2 separate regions of the Sus scrofa genome follow, and region 2 is linked to region 1. Evidence: chromatin contacts called from public Hi-C data. All regions are on one chromosome and are shown on one strand. Each heading gives the region's core, a stretch centred on a gene start, on an enhancer-like site or on the middle of the called end of the contact. The rest is flanking DNA. Distances are from core to core; before and after follow the strand shown. Region 1 has its middle 62 kb from the start of CRYBA1. Region 2 holds the start of NUFIP2 (nuclear fragile X mental retardation-interacting protein 2).

What was found. Hi-C and Micro-C count contacts between places; a contact is called where the count stands out from the background.
Region 2: a contact with region 1 is called in a Hi-C map of skeletal muscle, with 2.8 times the contacts expected there. The contact joins the promoter of NUFIP2 here to the enhancer-like site in region 1. A contact is called at or near these places in 1 of 5 promoter capture datasets (liver), 9 of 47 Hi-C or Micro-C datasets (alveolar macrophages, brain, embryonic fibroblasts and 4 more) and 2 of 2 datasets of contacts at active chromatin or transcription factors (alveolar macrophages and skeletal muscle).

The regions. Positions count from the first base shown.
Region 1 is chr12:45,402,653-45,405,928 of Sscrofa11.1, forward strand. No RefSeq gene overlaps it. Among named protein-coding and RNA genes, the nearest start is that of CRYBA1, 62 kb to the right of the region's middle. Within about 2 kb of position 1,654, at least 19 of the 83 cell types and tissues checked have an H3K27ac peak or open chromatin away from gene starts, as enhancers often do. A contact at or near this core is called in liver and skeletal muscle, where this site is marked.
Region 2 is chr12:45,504,899-45,508,092 of Sscrofa11.1, forward strand. It overlaps NUFIP2 (nuclear fragile X mental retardation-interacting protein 2), which reads right to left and starts at 1,689. Exons shown (of 4, transcript XM_021067508.1): 1 at 1,306-1,689. The coding sequence starts at 1,594. LOC106507970 reads left to right here and starts at 118. Exons shown (of 2, transcript XM_021067509.1): 1 at 118-705; 2 at 2,430-3,194. The coding sequence starts at 127. The coding sequence ends at 2,456.

The DNA of each region.
Region 1 (3,276 bases), core at 404-2,903:
ACCCCCCCGCGGGGCAGCCCCCGCCCCCCCCCCGAGTCAGCCCCCGCCCCCGCCCCGAGTCAGCCCCCGCGCCGCCCCCCCACCCCGAGTCAGCCCCCGCCCGCCTTCTCCGGGGTGGGCCTACGCTTCCTGGTCCCGCCCACCACCAGCGCAGGGGCAGGGCTGGGGCGGGGCCAAACCGGCGCATGCGCCCGGAGCCCTGGGATACACCCGCCCTGTAGAGCCGCTGGAGCCCAGCAGAGGGCAGCCGCCCCCTTCTTAAGGACCCGCCGGTGCCCAAGTGGCGAAATATAACCTCTTTGGGGTCGCCATCCCGGCCCCGCCCCCGAGAGGCGTCCCCTGGGAGCTGGAGACAAGGGGGCTGAAGCGGCAAGATGGCCTCGCCCGTTACCCTGGAGGGATAAGTCAAGAAGAAGCAAGGATGACGTCGGCACAGACAGACTTGGCTTTCATCACTGCTCCATCCCCACGGCCCTAAACGCCCCTCTATATAGTAGTCACTCAACACATGCTTATAAATGGAATACAATGGATGAATGACTTCATGAATAAACAGAAGAATCCAGGGATGTTTTGAGCCTGTGTAGTGGGGAGAGATCTGGGACAAACAATCCAGGAGGGTCAGTGGGCTTCGGGTAGCCAGCCCCTATCATCACTGCCCCAGCGGTGGTCGCTGAGGCTTAGCACTCTCCCAGCCCCTGCCTCGCACACCTGAAGGTTTGCTCAGAGCCTGTTGACACCATACCACCTCATGGGCACAGAGCCTAGGCAGGGAAGTCCAGGCTTGTCCTCTAATAAGACCAGGAATCCATCCCTTGGGAGTCAGGTCCCGGCTGCCTGCAGGGACCACCTGACTGGTGGTGCGAGTGGGCCTGCTGCTCCATGAGGACTCTCAGCTGCTGGGGATTTCCTCAGGGCCCCTGGGGATTTCCAAACTGCCTCTACTTGCCAAGCTCCCACAAGGCCCAAAGCCAAGGGCCAACCCTGAGGATGGTTTCCCAACATCCTCCACACTCCTGCCCCAAATCCCACCGAGACTGGGGGCTTCTGAATCTATAAATGCACCACACATGATCTTCCCAGCCCCACCCCCTCGGGCAGACCGGAGAGAATAGGCATAAAGAAGAATTGTTCTCTTTTTCACATAAATGACAACTCCTCTCTACTTCCATAGGAGAAAAAAAGGAAACCCAGTTTAAGGGTCAGCCACACCAATTTAAATAAAAATATCAGTTTTGTCTCCTGGGGTGTGAGTTGGAGGCCTGTGCTATTTATTCCTAAGGTCAGAGAAGCTCCTTTAGACAACCCTCAGTGTCCCCCAAACACTGGACATTCAAAAAAATTTAAGGATCTGTGTGTTCGCCTCTGGAGGCCCCGACTGGGCCTGTTTCTAGAACCCCTTTGAAGCCAAAATAAAGCACAGATCCAATCCTCATAGAAGCAGAAAGGAAGGAGCGAAAACTACTTTTCCTACCAACCCACCACCTCCTCATGAACAGCCCTGGCCAAATCCACTGGGGCATGTGAGCACCTGAGCATTACAAGGCTGGGCAGAAAACATGCTTGGCGAGGTGGGGAACCAATGCCCCGGTCAGGGTGGCACACAGCCAGGGACCTGTTGGCCCTGGGGCATCAGGATTCCAGAGTTGGTGAAGTGTAGAAATTGCCCAAGAGGACAAGCCTCCTTCCGGAGAGGACAGGAAAACACCACCCTCCCCCAGGCTCGGGGGGGGGGGGGTGGCGGCGGGCGGGAGGGGGGGAGACTGCAAGAGGTGACAAGCTTCCAGAGTACTCCACTGTTTCTTTCTGAATGAGCTGTGGAGAGCTGCACTGTTAATACGGTAGCCACTTAAGTGTAGCTATTTAAATTGACACAAGGAATACCTCTGATTAAATTAAAAGCAAATAAAATGTTAAATTCAGTTCATCAGTCACTGGCCACATTTCAAGTGCTCAATAGCCACGTGTGGCTAATGGCTACTAAGTGGGAGAGCACTTAGAACATTTATCTCTTTGCAGAACTTTCTATTGGACAGTCTGGTCCAGAGGATCCCCCTTTTAACTTGTCCTTGTCATCCTTGCCAAAGGCTCCTTCAGGTGTTGTCCCAAACCACCTGCTATTCTTTCCCACCTTGTCCCAGAGTCTGCTTAGGCTCCTGTCCCCACATGCCTTTCCTTGACTCACTGTGCCTCAGAAAGATGTGGGGGAGGGACCTGTAGCCACCATTTAACCCACAGCCTGGGAGCAGAAACCAGATGCAGAGGGGCTGAAATGGCAAGGCTGAATGGGAGCCAGTCTCCACCCCAAGGCATCCCAGGCCTGGGAGAAAGCCCCTCAGTGCCACACAATCGCTCCTTGTTTCTGCAAAGTCTCTGCACCATGCATGGGTAAGACATCTGGAATGTAGTGGCCTGAGGGCTTCCCCACACCACCCGCTGCAGGACTCATCTGCTGTTAGTGCTCCCAGGAAGAGAAGTGCCAGCAGACCCCTGAACTTGCAAGGGCAAATAAGGCAATGGACGTCTTGTGCTGAGCAGACTGCCAGGAGTTCTGCCAGGGGGTAGTGGGGACCATAACTGGACACCTCCCTGCAAAGCCAGCTGGATGAACCAAATGAAGAAGAGGGGGACGAGGACACAGCGGAGAGAGGATTTTGGCACGCTCAGCACGCTAGAGGCTCAAGCCCCCGGCCCCACCCCACCCCTGCCAGGGGAGCAAGGGAACGGGGCATGGATCCAACCGCTATTATATTCTATCCCGGGCACTTAATTTGAAAGGTTTTGCTACAGTAGCTAGACGATCCGAGGTGGGAGTGTCTGGGCAAGCTCTTACGGGTGATGGAGGAGCAGAGAACAGACCCGGAACTGGCGGGCCAGGGCGGCCTCTCTGTTCTGTGCCTTAATTCCATCCTCAACTCCTGCCGAGCCTAATCCAGATGGGCTGCCAGAGGCAAGACAAGTGTGAAGAAGCACAATAAGTTGTAAAGAGACCACAGAAAAAGTAGAGTTTGTTTGTTCAACTGGAAAACAAAAAGAAAGCAGCCTGGTCTTTGAAGGGTACTGGTATCAGCCAAGGATTTGACTAGAGGGAGTCACGGAAAAGCAGAACAGTTTTGAGGTAGCACAGTCTGGAGTCAAACTACAGGTTAGACTGGATGCTCAGGGCAAAGCCTCTCACTCTGAGGCTACCATGTGGCCCTGGGTAAGCTTGGGGACCAAGCCAGGCCTTATTTCCCTACCTCCACCTGGAAGGCCCTTTGGGCAAAAGCACCATCC
Region 2 (3,194 bases), core at 439-2,938, 100 kb after region 1:
CTGAGAGGCGGAGTCGTGAGCGAACCTGGCAGGAGACGAGGTTCCTGTGGCAGAGAAACTCGTGACCGGGGAGCCTGGTTCCCGCTGGGTACCCCACCCGGCCTTCAGGCACCGCCTCTACCCAAAATGTATCCCCCCCGCCCCCCCCAGCCCTCCTGCCCGGAGAAGCACCCGCGGCCGCCGCCCGCGGCCTCCTTCTCTCTCAGCTCAGCTTCTAGGCCGGCTCCCAGCCCCGAACGCCCGCGCCTCCCGCCGCACCCGGGAGCGGGAAACGCGGCCGCCGGCGCGCGGGGCCCGGCGCAGGCCGCTCCCCTCGTGGCCGAGTCCCTCCCCCACCCCAACCGCCCCCGCCCCTCACCCCAGGGACCCGCCCGGGGCCGCGCGGCCGCCACCGGGTTACACAACCCGGCCGGCGACTGGGGGAGGGGCGGCCGCGGGCCGGGGGCGGCGGCGCCCCCGCAGTGTGGGGGGCGACGCGACGCCAGGGGGGTTCCCGAGCCACCCGGCTTCGCCGCGCTGTGCGCCCCTCGACACCCTTCCCCCTCTGTTCTTCAGTGGGCCGGAGTCAGTGACAGGAATCGGCTTCCAACATGGCGGACAGGAAGCGGCCTCGCGAGGAGGAGAGAACATTCCAGCCGCGCCGGCTCTGGGGGGAGCGGGCCTGGGGCGCCGGCCTCGGGAGGAGCCGTGAGGACAGACTACGAGGTCCGGTGCCCAAATGGGGCGTCTAGTGGTGGAAATGACCCGAGAGATAAAGGGTCCCAACCGCCCCCCCCAGACGGGGAACCCCAAGGCCACAGGTGGGCTTGGGGTGACGGGTGAGGAAGGACACTTCAAGTCTGCCCCCCTACCCTTTCCTCGCCGCCTGCAAAAGGGTCTCGCGACGCCACCCAAGTCGGAATTCGCTAGGCCTTCCCGAGTTACACCCCAAAGGATTTGGGAGGGGGCTAAGTTCGCCCCCAAATTAGGCTCCCTCCAGGGCCCCAGGAAGGCAAATGAGAAAGGAATATAGGGTTAGACTTCCAAGGCCGACCCTCCGAGTCTCCCTCCAGCCCGGGCGGGGGCCGGGAAGGTCACACAGGCCCGATTGGGCCTCTCCCATGCTGAGGGGAAGAAGAGGGCGCTGCAAACTCCGAGGCCCAACCCGAGCTTTTGGAGAATGAAAGGGGGCTTCCCCAGACCCGCAGGATGGGGACACACACACACACCTCGACCCGGTCCGCGCTCTCCCGATCCAGCCCCACCCCCATCTCCCCTACCCCCCCCACCCCATCCCCCTTCCCCCATTCGTTCTCCCTCCCGGACCTGTTTTCTTCTTCGGCGTTTCCTGGTGCTGCTGGAGGGCGTGTTTCTGCTCATGTTTCAGCGGCTTTGGCTGGGCCTTGGGACTGCCCTCGGCTCCATGCTGCAGGTATTGGTGAGGCTGCTGGTGATGGTGGTGGTGATGGTGGTTGTGGCTATGGTTGTAGAAATAATAATGGTGGTGGTGGTGCGGCGGCTGCTGCTGCTGCTGCTGCTGCTGCTGAGGGTGATGGTGCGGATGGTGGTGGCTGTGATGGTGCTGAGACTGTGGCTGGCCGGGCTTCTCCTCCATTGAAAGCGGCTGGGACTCTCTGGCTGAGGCTGCGCGCTGCTGCACCGTCAGGATCTGAGACTGCTTCTCCGGGCTCACTCAGTATATCTGAGCGCGTCTCGCCAGCGCACTGGTTAACAGAGCGATTCTGCGAGATTGGCAGCCGCACCCCAGCAATCAGAAGGCACGCTGAGCCTCAGGCCCCGCCCCTCGCCCAAATCCTCTTTCCTTCCCCTTGGCCGCTGCCTCCTGGCCAACGCCACTTACCCTATGCAACCTCACAGGGCCGGGCCTTCAACGTCAGCACTATGGCTCGCTCTTCTGTCGCTTTCTCTCCTTCACCGCGCAGTATGCGAACAGCACTTTCTACACTCCTCGCTCGAAAGCTAGCTTATGTCGAGGGTAGCAGATTCCACTGGTGATTTCACTGGCTCTGGGAGCCATCTGTTGGTTTTGCACCTCCTTAGAATCTGTTGGCTTTATTTATTTATTTATTTTTTGTAAATCCTTTTCCGGGTAACCAGAGGGGAAGCTCAATTCCCTTAACCCTGAGACCACTAAAGGGACAATATAAAAAGAGGAAATAAATACATTTTTTTTTTCAAATAGAAGAACTTCACAACCCAGTAGATCATTTTGTATTCTGGTTTCATTTTGCTTTGTATTCATATGCTAATCTCTTCCTTTCCACGAAGGGATTATAGGATTCCACAATGGGGTATCTGTGTAATTTTCTAAAAGGGCACAAAGGGTTTAAATCATTGTTTCTTTGTAGATGGAGGCAAGGGAGAGCGGGAGGAATGAAAATCTAAAATCTACACTGAAGTTTTATTGTTTTTTTTTTTTAACTCTGCAGGTGAGGTCAACTGTGGAACCAAGATAGGTTTTAGAATGTGAAGAGTTTCCAGAGAGAAAGAGGAGGAAAGAGCACTTTGAAAGTTAAGTTTTAAAAAATTTTTTTGGAAAATATAGGAATTTAAAGAAATAGTCTGTTGCATTTTGTAATACTGACTTAACTTATCCTGCATTACCACATCACAGCCTGATTTTTAAAAGCAAATGTTTAGTCAGGAGACTCACTACGCAGGAAGAAAGAGATTGTGATGGGGATGCACGGGTGTACTCTGATAATATTTTATTTCTTGACCTAGATGGTGATTACATATATATTTGCTTTATAATTATTTCGTAAACTGAATATGTATGTATGTGTAATTTTTCTCAGTGTATGTTATATTGGTTTTTTTAATTTACCATTTTAATCAGTTTTAAGTATGCTGTTTAGTGTTAAGTACAATCACATTGTTATAAAACCATCACTGTCCATCTCCAGAACTTTTCATCATCAGAAACTGAAACTCTGTACCCGTTAAACAGTAACTCTCCATTCCCTCTTTCCCCCATGCCCTAGTAACCTTTTTTTTTCTACTTTTATGACACCTTATATAATTGAACTCATACAATATTTGTCCTTTTGTGTCTAGCTTATTTCACTTAACATAATGTCGTCAAGGTTCATCCATGTTGTGGTATGTATCAGCCCTTCCTCTTTTAAGAGTTCCCATTGTGGCACAGCAGAAACAAATCCGACTAGGAACCAGGAGGTTGCAGGTTCGATCCC